2 separate regions of the Sus scrofa genome follow, and region 2 is linked to region 1. Evidence: chromatin contacts called from public HiChIP or PLAC-seq data. All regions are on one chromosome and are shown on one strand. Each heading gives the region's core, a stretch centred on a gene start, on an enhancer-like site or on the middle of the called end of the contact. The rest is flanking DNA. Distances are from core to core; before and after follow the strand shown.

Region 1 (6,505 bases), core at 1,600-4,099:
TATTTCAAAAAATTGCAGAGGGAGGGATACTCCCAAACTCATTCAATGAGGCCACTGTCACCCTGGTACCAAAACCAGACAAAGACTCCACAAAAAAAAGAAAACTACAGGCCAATATCACTGATGAACATCGATGCAAAAATTCTCAACGAAATACTAGCAAACCACATCCAACAATACATTAAAAGGATTATACATCATGTTCAAGTGGGATTTATCCCAGGGATGCAAGGGTTCTTCAATATCTGCAAATCCATCAGTGTGATACACCACATTAACACACTGAAGAATCAAAACCATATGATCCTCTCATGAGGAAAAAGACTTTGACAAAATCCAACACCCATTTCTGATAAAAACCCTTCAGAAAGTGGGCATAACGGGAACCTACTGCCACATGATAAAGGCCATATACGACAAACCCACAGTGAACATCATTCTCAATGGTGAAAAGCTGAAAGAATTCCCGCTGAGATCAGGAACAAGACAAGGATGTCTGCTCTCCCCACTACTCTTCAATATAGTTCTGGAAGTCCTAGCCACAGCAATCAGAGAAGTAAAAAAAAATAAAAGGAATCCAAATTGGGAAGGAAGAAGTCAAACTATCGCTATTTGCAGATGACATGATACTTTACCTAGAGAATCCTAAAGACTCTACCAGAAAACTGTTAGAGCTCATTCACGAATTTGGCAAAGTTGCAGGATACAAAATCAATACACAGAAATCAATAGCGTTTCTATATACTAACAATGAAAAAGCAGAAAAGGAAATTAGGGAAGCAATCCCGGTTACCACCGCATCCAAAAGAATAAAATACCTAGGAGTAAACCTACCTAAAGAAACAAAAGACCTGTACTCTGAAAACTACAAGCCACTGATGAAAGAAATCAAAGATGATACAAATAGATGGAAAGATATACCATGCTCATGGATTGGAAGACTTAATATTATCAAAATGACTATGCTACCCAAGGCAATCTACAGATTCAATGCAATCCCTATCAAATTACCAAGGACATTTTTCACAGACCTCGAACAAAATATTTTAAAGTTTGTTTGGAAGCACAAAAGACCCAGAATAGCCAAAGACATCTTGAAAAAGAAAAATGGAGCTGGAGGAATCAGGCTCCCAGACTTCAGACTATACTACAAAGCAACAGTCATCAAAACTGCATGGTACTGGCACAAACACAGACATATAGATCAGTGAAACAGGATAGGAAGCCCAGAATTAAACCCACGCACCTACAGCCAACTCATCTATGATAAAGGAGGAAAGACTACACAATGGAGAAAGGACAGCTTGTGCAATAAATGGTGCTGGGAAAACTGGACAGCCACATGGAAAAGAGTGAATTTAGAACACTCCCTAACACCATACACAAAAATAAACTCCAAATGGATTAAAGACCTAGATATAAGACCAGACACTATAAAACTCCTAGAGGAAAACATAGGCCAAACACTCTCTCACATAAACAACAGCAACATATTATCAGATCCACCTCTTGGAGTATTGACAATAAAAAGAAAAATAAACAAATGGGACCTAATAAAACCTCAAAGTTTCTGCACAGCAATGGAAACCCTAAACAACACAAAAAGACATCCCACAGAATGGAAGAAAATCTTTGCAAATGAATCGACTGACCAGAGATTCCTCTCCAAAATTTATAAACACCTTCTGCAGCTCAATACCAAAAAAACAAATAACCCCATCAAAAAATGGGCGGAAGATCTAAACAGACAGTTCTCCAAAGAAGACATACGGATGGCTGAGAAACACATGAAAAGTTGTTCAACATCACTCATTATTAGAGACACGCAAATCAAAACCACTCTGAGGTACCACCTTACACCAGCCAGAATGGCCATCATCCAAAAGTCTACAAACAAGAAGTGCTGGAGAGGGGGTGGAGAATAAGGAACCCTCTTACACGGTTGGTGGGATTGTAAATTGGTGCAACCACTGTGGAAAGCAGTATGGAGATTCCTCAGAAAACTAAACATAGAACTCCCATTGGATCCAGCAATCCCACTCCTGGGCATCTATCCAGAGAAAACACAAAACACATCTATCGCAAAGACACATGTACTCCGATGTTCACTGCAGCACTATTTACAATAGCCAAGACATGGAAACAACCTAAATGTCCATCGACAGAGGAGTGGATCCAGAAGATGTGGTACATATACACAATGGAATATTACTCAGCCATGAAAAAGAACGAAATCAGCATTTTTAGCAACATGGATGGACCTAGAAACTATCATGCTAAGTGAAGTCAGCCATACAATGAGACACCAACATCAAATGCTTTCACTGACATGTGGAATCTGAAGAAAGGACAGACGGAATTTCTTTGCACAACAGATGCTGACTCACAGACATTGAAAAACTTATGGTATCCGGAGGAGACAGTTTGGGGGGTGGGGGGATGTGCTTGGGCTGTGGGATGGAAATCCTGTGAAATCAGATTTTTATGATCATTATACAACTACAGATGTGATAAATTCATTTGAGTAATAAAAAAAATTAAGAAAAACAAGAGATGCAACGAGAACGTGCTGTGTAGCAGAAGAAAATCTACTCAGTAGTTTGTAAGAACCTATATGGGAAAAAAGAATGGATATATTTATATGCATGACTGTATCATTTTACCATACACCTAAAACTAATACACCATTGTAAGTCAACTTTACTCCAATAAAATTAAATTAATCAAAAGAAAAAAAAAAAAAAAGTCCTTTTCAAGTGAAACGTTCTGCTCCTACAGCGAGGTAAAGGAAAGGACTGCGAAACCAGACTGCGCAAGCGCATTGCTCCACCATTTGTGCGCGTGCGCGGCTCCAGGGGGTGGAGCCCGCACATGTTTTGGTTGCTTGGATACCGCTGCGAAACAATAGCGGTGGCTTGCTGCCCAGTTGCTGGGTCTGCGCTAGAACCAGCGGTTGGCCCTCATTTTCCGAGGAACCGGAGGAGCGGGTAAGAGCCTTCGCCGGCTGCCGGCGCCTCAGGAAGCCAGCCTCTTGGCCTGCCCTCAAACCCAAAACTGCCGCCCAGCCCCGGTCCCCGGCCCCTCCAAACCCGAGGAAAGGTGGGCAGCCTGCCCTGGCCTGGTTTAAACGCACCACCCCCGGCCTGGTTCAAGATCCCGGACCCCGCCCAGCCCCGCCCCAGACCCTCTTCCTCCACTAGGCTTCAAACTGGGGACCCTGGACCCCGTGCTCTGGCCCGGCCCCTGGGTCCCCTGGCCGTCGCGTCTCTCCGAGTGTCCTGGGCTGGCCAACCAGCCTTTTCTCCCTCCGCAGCACACCTTGATTCTTTCCAGCCTGGTCCTGGTCTGCGGAGAGCGATGCCGCTTCCCGACACCATGTTCTGCGCACAGCAGATCCACATTCCCCCGGAACTGCCAGACATCCTGAAGCAGTTCACCAAGGCTGCGATCCGCACCCAACCCGCCGACGTGCTGCAGTGGTCCGCGGGGTAAGTTCCACCGGACTGGGACCTTGGAGAGCCCCCTGGTCCCCTTTGCCCAGTCGTGCCTAGTGAGTCCTCCTTCCTGGACAATGCTCAGTACCCTGAGTACCGGCAAAACCTTTTTTAGCATTGGTATCTACACCTAATATAGTATTGTAGATACCATACACCTAATGTAGGTACCAGTGGTTTTGGTATTTACACCTAAGTATCTATCTAGGAAGCGTCGTGGTTTATTGACCACGAGACCAGAAATTACTGCAAAATGCCCATTTATCTACAAAGCAATGGCAGCTCTATTGTTGGAGAGTGATATTTATGCAAGTAGACTAAAATTTATAAAACAGTTACATTGGGTAAAAAGTTTCTGCCTTGTGTTATAAACTCGAACTATCACAGTCCCTTTATTTGTGAAATGATTTTTACAAGGAAGAATCTTATGGTTATATTCTTTGTCTTCAGAAAATCCTCCAGGATTGAGTACCTTTTGAGGTTATTGGAACCAGAAAGACTAGTTTATGTCAAGTAACCATCCCAAGGCTGCTGTAAAGTTAAACTTTGCCCAGCTTAGTTCAAGCATATGAGCGTCACAGTTTATTGCAACAAACATTCTGCTTCTAGGAACAGACATTAAGTTAACAAAATATGTCTGAACTTGTCCTAAGAGCGTGAAAGTTGAATTTGAGGGGGTGGAGAGAGAAAAAGGGGATGAGATATAAAATTTCTTTTAGTCCATCAAATATCTATTGATCTACATTTTGTTACATGTTCAGAGATGTTTTCTAACTACTTGTATCTTTGAAATTATTACTGGTAGCCCTGGATGATTTAGTGCCTTATTTTCCTGGATATGGCATTTCTCTGACAGTGGTAAGGTTGTGAGGGCAGCAAATGATGTGGCTTCAGCAGCCATTCTCAGCTGCATGCACCCACAGAGAGTGAGCTTCCAGAAGACCCTGCCTGGCACCCCTCACCCTCCAGCCAGACCCCCGGGGTCCTGTCCCCCTCCTGTCTTGTTGCCCCAGACTCTCTCTGTGTCCCAGCTTCTTCCTAGTATTAGCACCAATATCCATGTCCCAGAAAGGAATGATTGAGTGGGAAAATACTGAAGAAAAAAAAAAAATACCAGGCAGGAAAGGTGAAGAGTAGGGGAGGTTGGCCCTGAGTTGGCCAAACAGGTGACTTCCCTGTTCTGAGTGCCTGAGACCCGAATAGGCAGAGATGCTTGAAATCAAGCCCCTCGAGAAGCAGGGCCAAGTCCCCAGCTGTCAAAATGATACTACTGGACCATGCCCTTGCACTTGGGTCACATGGGGCCCTGACCTCCACCTCCTCTAGCAACATCTCAGGACCTCTAGTGGCATCTACTTGATGAGATTAGCATGTGTCGTGAGACCCCCAGGAGTGCAGATGGGGGCCTTGAGACAGGGGCCACCATTCTCCCCACTCTGCAGACAGAGAAACTGAGGCATGTGGAGAATGTTAAGTCAGTTGAGTAGAGGGGCTGGGCCAGGGACCTAGCACAGTCCTCCGTCATCACTGTCTCCCTCTGAGGTCACTGATGAAAGTGCATGAAGTCAGCTGGATGCACAGATGAGCCTTCAGCAATGCATGTCGTTGTCAGGTATTTTTCAGCTTTGTCAAGAGGAGATCCACTTCCTGTAAAGGACAGAATTGAAATGCCCATGGCCACTCAGAAAACAGACACAGGCCTGACTCAAGGACTCCTTAAAGTTTTGCACAAGCAGGTATAAGATTGTCTTTGTCATCAGTCAGATGAACTTGAGATAAAGCTTGGCAGAAACCTCCCCATCATCCATACAAGCCCTGCTTCCCTTTGGGAAACCTCCAAGTTTATTCAAAGAAGGAATCTTGTATTCAGTGGCCTTTCTCTGGTTTAAAGAACCCCAAATAGGAGTTCCCATTGTGGCTCAGTGGGTTATGAACCTGACTAGCATCCGTGAGGATGCGTTTCTTTCTTTCTTTCTTTCTTTCTTTCTTTCTTTCTTTCTTTCTTTCTTTCTTTCTTTCTTTCTTTCTTTTGCTTTTTCAGGGCCAAACCTGCGGTATCCTCATGGATATTAGTTGGGTTTGTAACCCACTTAGCCACAACGGGAACTCCAAGGATGCTGGTTTAATCTTTGAGCTTGCTCAGTGGGATAAGGATCTGGCATTGCCATGAGCTGTGGTGTAGATCACAGACTCGGCTCGGACCTGGCGTTGCTGTGGCTGTGGTGTAGGCTGGCAGCTGTAGCTCCACTTAGACCCCTCGCCTGGGAACTTCCATATGCCATGGGTGCGGTCCTAAAAAGAAAAAAAAAAATGCTATTCATGATTATACTGAAATAGAATTTCTTTTAAATACCAAATTAAGGAGTTCCCATCATGGCTCAGCGAAAATGAATCCAACTAGGAACCAAGAGGTGGCAGGTTCTATCCCTGGCCTCAGTCAGTGGGTTAAGGAGCTGGTGTTGCCATGTGAGCTGTGGTGTAGATGCAGCTCAAATCTGGTGTTGCTGTGACTGTGGCATAGGCCGGCAGCTGTAACTCTGATTAACCCCTAGCCTGGGGACCTCCATATGCCACAGGAGCGCCCTGAAAAAAAAAAAAAAAAGCTAATAAATAAATAGCAAATTAATACATATGATGCTGCTGGACCAAAAAAAGTATCTGAAAATATGAAATTCCAGATATGGTGGTTGCAAAGATCCTTTTGAAAATTATGCTAACATGATAATCCACTGCCTTCTTCATCTGAAATACTGCTCTTGGGCATTTGATTTCCAGCCCTCCTAAGAGCCCTCTCGACCCACCATCTCTCAGAGAGTTAAGAGGAAGTAGAATTTATCAGGTGAATTGCTAGAAATCGGTGGTATACCCCTGATTTTTGTTTGTCTTTAACCCTGATTTGATTTGATATCATTATTAGTATTTTGGGCTGTGCCCAGGGGATGCAGAAGTTTCCTGGCCAGGGATTACATCTGCACCACAGCAGTGACAGTGTTGGATCCTTAACCACTAGG
Region 2 (6,426 bases), core at 2,744-5,243, 280 kb after region 1:
TGAGACTTGTCACCATTTCCCTCCTTCCGCCTAGATGGCCAGCACTGGATGAAACAGAACCTCACTCTGCTAATCTGTATTTGCAAGAACTCCCATAAAACAAGCAGTCTTGCCCCATTTCTCTGCAGATATTCTGGCCCCAAGAGCAGTGGTGAGGTCTCAAATCATTAAGACTTGGTCCCTTTTACAGAGGACCTGGCGGCCACTGCACCTCCAGGATACCCTGCTGTGCCAGCCATGGGGGAGAGAACTTTGCATTTATTTGCACAGCCCTTGACTTTGTTCTTCAGAAGCCCCATTAAATTCACACCTGGTGGGGGGTGGGGGGGGAGCTGGAGAGTAATGTAGCCCCCAATCCAGAAGGGTGGCCAAGGTGCCAAGAAGCCAGGCAGGGTCCCACAGGTTGGCCCCTGTCAAGTCACTGGCCCTGGGGAGTCAGCAACACTCTAAATAACTTGGCTGGTTTCAAAAGATGGTATTGTCCTCTTTACCACAACTGTAAGGGGACTGCTGGTTAAATTAGCTAATTAGTACCAAGCTCTGAGAACCCTCCCAGTGAGGGGGATGGTGGAGTATGCCACTCTAAAACACACTTCTTTGGCCTAAGTATTATTTTGAGCTGATTAAGAAAAAGCACCCAAGGAAAAGCTGAATACCGAGAAGTCCCCTTTGTTTCGGGATACCCATATTTATAAGGGAAATCTCCACGTTTAAGTGTATCTCTCTGTACCTGGAAGAGAAGGATGACTAAATCATAAGAGAATCTTACCCCCACACAATCACCTTACTCCAGTTTACCATGACTTAACTGGTAGCCTCCCATAACTGGCACCCTCCCATAACTGGCTGCCTCCTCTGGTGGCATCTTTCATCTTTAGCTGAAGATGGTATTTAAGGTGGTGGCTGGGGAGTTACTCATTTTTCCTGAGTCTCTCCCATGCACACAGAAGGTATATATGTTATTCAACTGCTGTTTGTTTTTCTCTTGTTAATCTCTCTTTTATCACAGGGGAGTCTCAGCCAGTCTAGAAGGGTAAAGGGGAAATTCTTGTGCCTCCCCTATACCCTGCATGCTGTAACACTTAGAAAACATTAGTTACCATTTCTACGATGATGATGCTATCTAAGAGTCCCACCTGCGCCATGAGTTTTTGCTGGGGACAGCTCAGAGGTGGAGGGAAGCTGCGGGACCCACGTGCCATGGAGAAGAGAGGTTCTGGAGAAACTTGAGCTGTGGATTGAGTATTCTCTGCTGGGCACTGTGCATCAGCAGGACCCAGCCCCGGAAGCAAGGAGCAAAGAGGTAGACAGGTGGAGGTGAGTACCATAAGGGAAGGGGATGGATGTTCTTAGGAAGCAAAGGAGAGCATCTGGTTCAGACAGCAGGAATGAGAAAACACAAAAGAACATGAAGAGAGACAGGGAGAATTTTATTGTTCTTGATTGCAGATTTCAGCACAAGTTCTTATTATCTAACTTATGCACTTTATGAAAGCATTCCCAAAGTTTTAAGGCCTTTATTTTAATTTATGAATGGGGCTCTTGGCTACTCGTGATGATTATGCTTTATTATAGTGGTTGTCTTTTCTTTCTTTCTTTCTTTTTTCCTTCCTTTTTTCCTTCTTTCTTTAAACACCTACTCTGCAGAACTGTCTGCTCTCTGGTCAGGCTAGAGTAAACAAGACTGCCCAGAGTGCAAAAAAAGGCTTCTGTACAGGGGCCTCTGTACCACAGGGGAAAACATATCTGAGGGTGTTGACTCAGAGGCAAAATACTGCAACCTACAAAAAGTCTCTTTCTTACCTGCACCCTGCGTCAGGATGCCAGGTCCTTCCTTTAACTCTAGCCGAGTGTGACCGGCCTTGGGAAATGTAGAAAGACAGTGACAGCTTCTAAATCAGCTTCTGCTGGACTGGGGACCCAAAGGCTTAAAGAACCTGCCTCGAAGTCACTTGAGTTTGTGGGTGGGATTAACTGCCCTCAGGATCCAATCCTAATGGTGACAGCAACAGCACAAAGACAGCCCTGCCCCACTCCTTTGCCGGAAAAGATCGTCTGGCCCAAACCTCCCATTTCAAGGATTAGGAAAACTGAGCCCTAGAGAAGCGACCAGCCTCAAAACTTAGAACCCAAGTTCCCTGCTACCCTGTCACAAATAACAGTGGTTCCTCTCTCCCTGGGAATAAATGAGATGTTTAATTTGTAATTCACACAGCCTAGTTGTGTACAATTCAAAGAAAATCAGAGCCCTTTATGAAATTTCTCCCAGGGAGTTAATACATACAGTTTATACCTCTGATCTTAAAAATCTCCATATGGCTGTCTCTACATGCAATTTAATTACTGCTTCTTTGTTTTGGTGTCAGTTCAACACATACAGCTAATGTCACTCACCACCCTGGGACAAGGCCTCCAAGGGCAGATGGCTGCCACATGGTCCACGACCACAAGTGTAAATGAAGGGCTGGCCATGGACCCGCAGCAGTAGGAATTAAAGGTCAGAGTTATTGCTAATGGAAATGACTCTGAAGTTCTTTTTTCATCCTAAACTAACGTGACACAGAGGTCCCCAAGGTCTATTTTCCATTACAGTGGAACGATTCCCTAAAATTCCTAGCCTCTCACACATCAGTTAGCCATTTTTCTTTCCTACTGCCCGTCAGTCTTGCTGTTGAGAGCTTATTTCACCACTGAAAAGTATCACCTACTCTGAAATGCGACAGCTCTAAGGTATTGCTATATTCACCACCATTGAGGCAGAGAATTAGTGGCCTATAGTGTGTGTGTGTTGTGGGGGGGATGGCAGGTGGAACTTAGGGGAATCTTTCCTCTAATCAAGATGGCACAAATGTTCCACAAAAAGCAGCCATGTTTGGCTAAGGCTTCTGTGACCAGCAGTCTGAGTTGGTAACTCCAATGAACGTGTGCAATGAACACCCTAAAAATCCCACACATTGAAGTGACTGGGACTCTGGGACCCGGTCACCTTTGATTCCTTCCCAGCGCCCTTCCATATGGAGACATCATCACTCCAAAGGAGAGAAATGGCAATCGCCCAGTAAGGGTAGATTCGAAACAGCAAACAGGAACTCTGCTCAGAAAGGGGGGGGGACAGTAAGAACATAAAGGTGGCTTAAGAGTCCCATATGCTAAGAAAGATGACTCTTGCCTGCATTTAACTTCCTTGGCTCAGAAGTTCAGGATGTGCTAAAGCAAAAAACAAAAAAACCAAAACCACTTTTGAGGAAGAGCAGCATAAGAAAGAAACGGGGCGGGGGAGGGGGGAGGGGAGTCATACTGGTTGATTAACTATAAAAATGATTTCCGTTCCTTTGGTTCTTTAGTCAGTAAAAAAAGCTGTCAGCCTACAATCACTCATCACCATGACGCTAAAAACATTGCTTTTTAATAGTTTCAGCTACTTGTTTTCTAAAAACATCTGTACATTCTAAGTAAGTAGCCACCGCCGAAACTTTGGGGTGTAAGTTGCTCAACGGGACTCCTTCAAGACACTCATTTGCATGCAACTCCGATGTTTCGCACACCTTAAGGCGATGGGTCTCATCCGCCCGGGGGCTGGGCTCAACTTAGACCCCAAGAGCAGACACGTCCCAGGCCGGCGGCCTCCCCCGCCCGGCGCCCCGCTCCGCGCCCCGTGCCCGCGGGTTCGAGCCCGCCCTCCGGACCCACGAGAGGGGAGAAAGTTGGGAACGAGTCAGTACCGGCGGGCGGGTGTCCTGCTTTCGTCTCTAGCTTTCCCTCGGGAGGCGAAGACATGGTGCGACCGGCTTTCTGAGGGGCCGAGACGTCGGCGGCTGAAGGCTAGCCGGCGAGAGGGAATTGCGCGCGAGCGTGAGCGCTGGGGAGCAAGGGAGGCGCGCGCGTGAGGCGGCGGGACCGCGCGCGGGCGAACAGACCCAGGCCGCCGAGAGGGGGCGCGGCCGCTGCGCGTCGACGTGGCGCGGTCCCGCCTGTCCGCGGCTGCGCAGTGGCGTCACTGCGCCCACCCCGCCCCGCCAGCCGTCGCGCATCCCAGGTACTGAGCATGCGCAGTCGTCGTCGCCACGTTGAAGGCAGTGGCCGAGGGCGGAGAAGGAAGGGGGACCGGGGCGGGGCGTTTGCGGTTCGAAGAGGCGGGAACTGGTGCTGGCAGGAGCACTCGCTGGAGGTTGAAAAGACGCCGGGAGCAGAGTGGCACTTCCGTGAACGGTGCTCAGCCAACCCGCTAGATAGACGGTGACGGTGGAGGAGAAACTGAACATCAGTAAGGGGCGCCCAAGAGGCTGATGTGTGTTCAGGTAACCGGCCAGTCTGCCAGATGTCCTCACCCAGCTCACAGCTAAAAGGACCGGTTAAGTGCGGAGGTGAGACCCCGGGTGGGACCGACAAAAGGCCCAAGCAGAGCAGAGATTTGTTAAAAGATGCTATAAACGGGAGAGTTCCCCCCCCCCCGAAAGGAAGACAGCGCTGTGAAGCTTGGACCAAGTTCTTGGAAGGTTGTGTCTGCTCCCCCTGTCTGTCATCTCTCTGTTGCGATGAGTCTTGATTCTGTCCGAGGCTGACCCTTTGGTCTTGTGCCCAGGATTGCATTCCTCTCACCATCTCAAGCATTTTGCAGCTAGAGGTATCCTCTCCTGTGACATGAATCCAGCCTTGCTAAATTAGCGTTCAGACGTGGCCAATGTCTTTAGAAAAGGAAAAACTTCTGCCTCTCTTGTCTGTATCTCTGTCTTTGACAACACAGCTGCTCAAAAAGCACCTCACCCCCTCTCACTCCTCAACCCAGTCCCGTACATCTGGTTGTCATTCAGCTCTACAGAGTCTACCACCAACCAGGAAGTCCTTCTGCCAAGGTCACTAATGACCTTCATGCTGCCCAATCCAGTGATAACTCTTCCACTCTCACCCTACTTGACCTTTCAGCAGCACTTGCCCTAGGGGACCATCCCCTTTCTCCTTAGCTTCAGGGATTGGACATCACTCCTTAGACACCCAGTATTTGAATTAGGTGCTTGGCTCCTAACTCTCAGTTGAATTGGTTTGCTCCTCTTGTAGGTTTATAAACACTTGAGTATCCCAAGGTTCAACACCAGCTGTCTTCTCTGTGTAGACCTGATTCAGTGGTTACAGGCAGGCCCACTGTCATCCATGTGCTTAACGGATCTCAAATCTTCAAACCAGTTTTCTATGTCTGCCTCTCCATTAAGCTCCACACCCATACCCCACTGCCCCCTTGACCTCCCTACCCAGATATCTAACTCAGCACTGCTAAACACTTTGCATCACAGCACACACAGAAATGCACACAATGTGCATTTTGTTTAGGGTTAGGGTTAGCGTTAGCACTACTAGCAGGATAGAAATTGGCCAGGCAGAAGTTGTGATATAGTTGTCATTGTCATGCATTCACGTCAAAACTTGCAGACAGGTGTCACCTGCTTAGAAGAAAATCCAAAATCATTAGTGGAACACTCTTAAGAGATGCCCCATCACTAACACTTTTTTTTTTAAATGATTTTTATTTTTTCCCATTACAGCTGGTTTATAGTGTTCTGTCAATTTTCTACTGTACAGCAAGGTGACCCAGTCACACATACATATATACATTCCTTTTCTCACATTCTCATGCTCCATCATAAGTGACTAGATGTAGTTCCCAGTGCTATACACGAGGAGGTCATGGCTTATCCATTCCAAAGGCAATAGTTTGTATCAATTAACCCCAAATTCCCAGTCCATCCCACTCCCTCCCCATCCCCCTTGGCAACCACAAGTCTGTTCTCCATGCCCATGATTTTCTTTTTTGTGGAGTGGTTCATTTGTGCCACATATTAGATTCCAGAGATAAGTGATGTCATGTGGTATTTGTTTTTCTCTTTCTGATTTACTTCACTTAGTATGAGAGTCTCTTGTTCCATCTGTGTTGCTGCAAATGGCATTATGTCATTCTTTTTTATGGCTGAGTAGTATTCCATTGTGTATATATACCACATCTTCCGAATCCAGTCCTCTGTCAATGGACATTTGGGTTGTTTCCATGTCTTGGCTGTTGTGAATAGTGCTGCAATGAACATGCGGGTGCATGTGTCTCTTTTAAGTAGAGTTTTGTCCGGATATATGCCCAGGAGTGGGATTGCAGGGTCATATGGAAGTTCTATGTGTAGGTTTCTAAGGTATCTCCAAACTGTTCTCCATAGTGGCTGTACCAGTTTACATTCCTATTTGTGGACTTTTTAATGATGGCCATTCTGACTGGTGTGAAGTGGTACCTCATAGTAATTTTGCTTTGCATTTCTCTAATAATCAGTGTCCATCACTAACACTCTTGATAGACTAGAGTGAGGAAATCCACAGACACTACTGATTTGGATTCTAAATAGAAACTTTAAGGATACCTAACCAAACTCATTGTATTACTATTTTCCT

What was found. HiChIP or PLAC-seq counts read pairs in DNA pulled down with a chosen protein or histone mark.
Region 2: a contact with region 1 is called in an H3K27ac HiChIP or PLAC-seq map of alveolar macrophages. The contact joins the promoter of DAP here to the promoter of ROPN1L in region 1. A contact is called at or near these places in 1 of 47 Hi-C or Micro-C datasets (embryonic fibroblasts) and 1 of 2 datasets of contacts at active chromatin or transcription factors (alveolar macrophages).

Annotation. Positions count from the first base shown.
Region 1 is chr16:40,450-46,954 of Sscrofa11.1, forward strand. ROPN1L (ropporin-1-like protein) reads left to right here and starts at 2,850. Exons shown (of 6, transcript XM_021076812.1): 1 at 2,850-2,987; 2 at 3,314-3,488; 3 at 5,107-5,230. The coding sequence starts at 3,358.
Region 2 is chr16:318,082-324,507 of Sscrofa11.1, forward strand. DAP (death-associated protein 1) reads right to left here and starts at 3,994. Exons shown (of 4, transcript XM_003134178.5): 1 at 3,723-3,994. The coding sequence starts at 3,777. It overlaps LOC100523337 (a long non-coding RNA gene), which reads left to right and starts at 4,067. Exons shown (of 4, transcript XR_001300877.2): 1 at 4,067-4,364.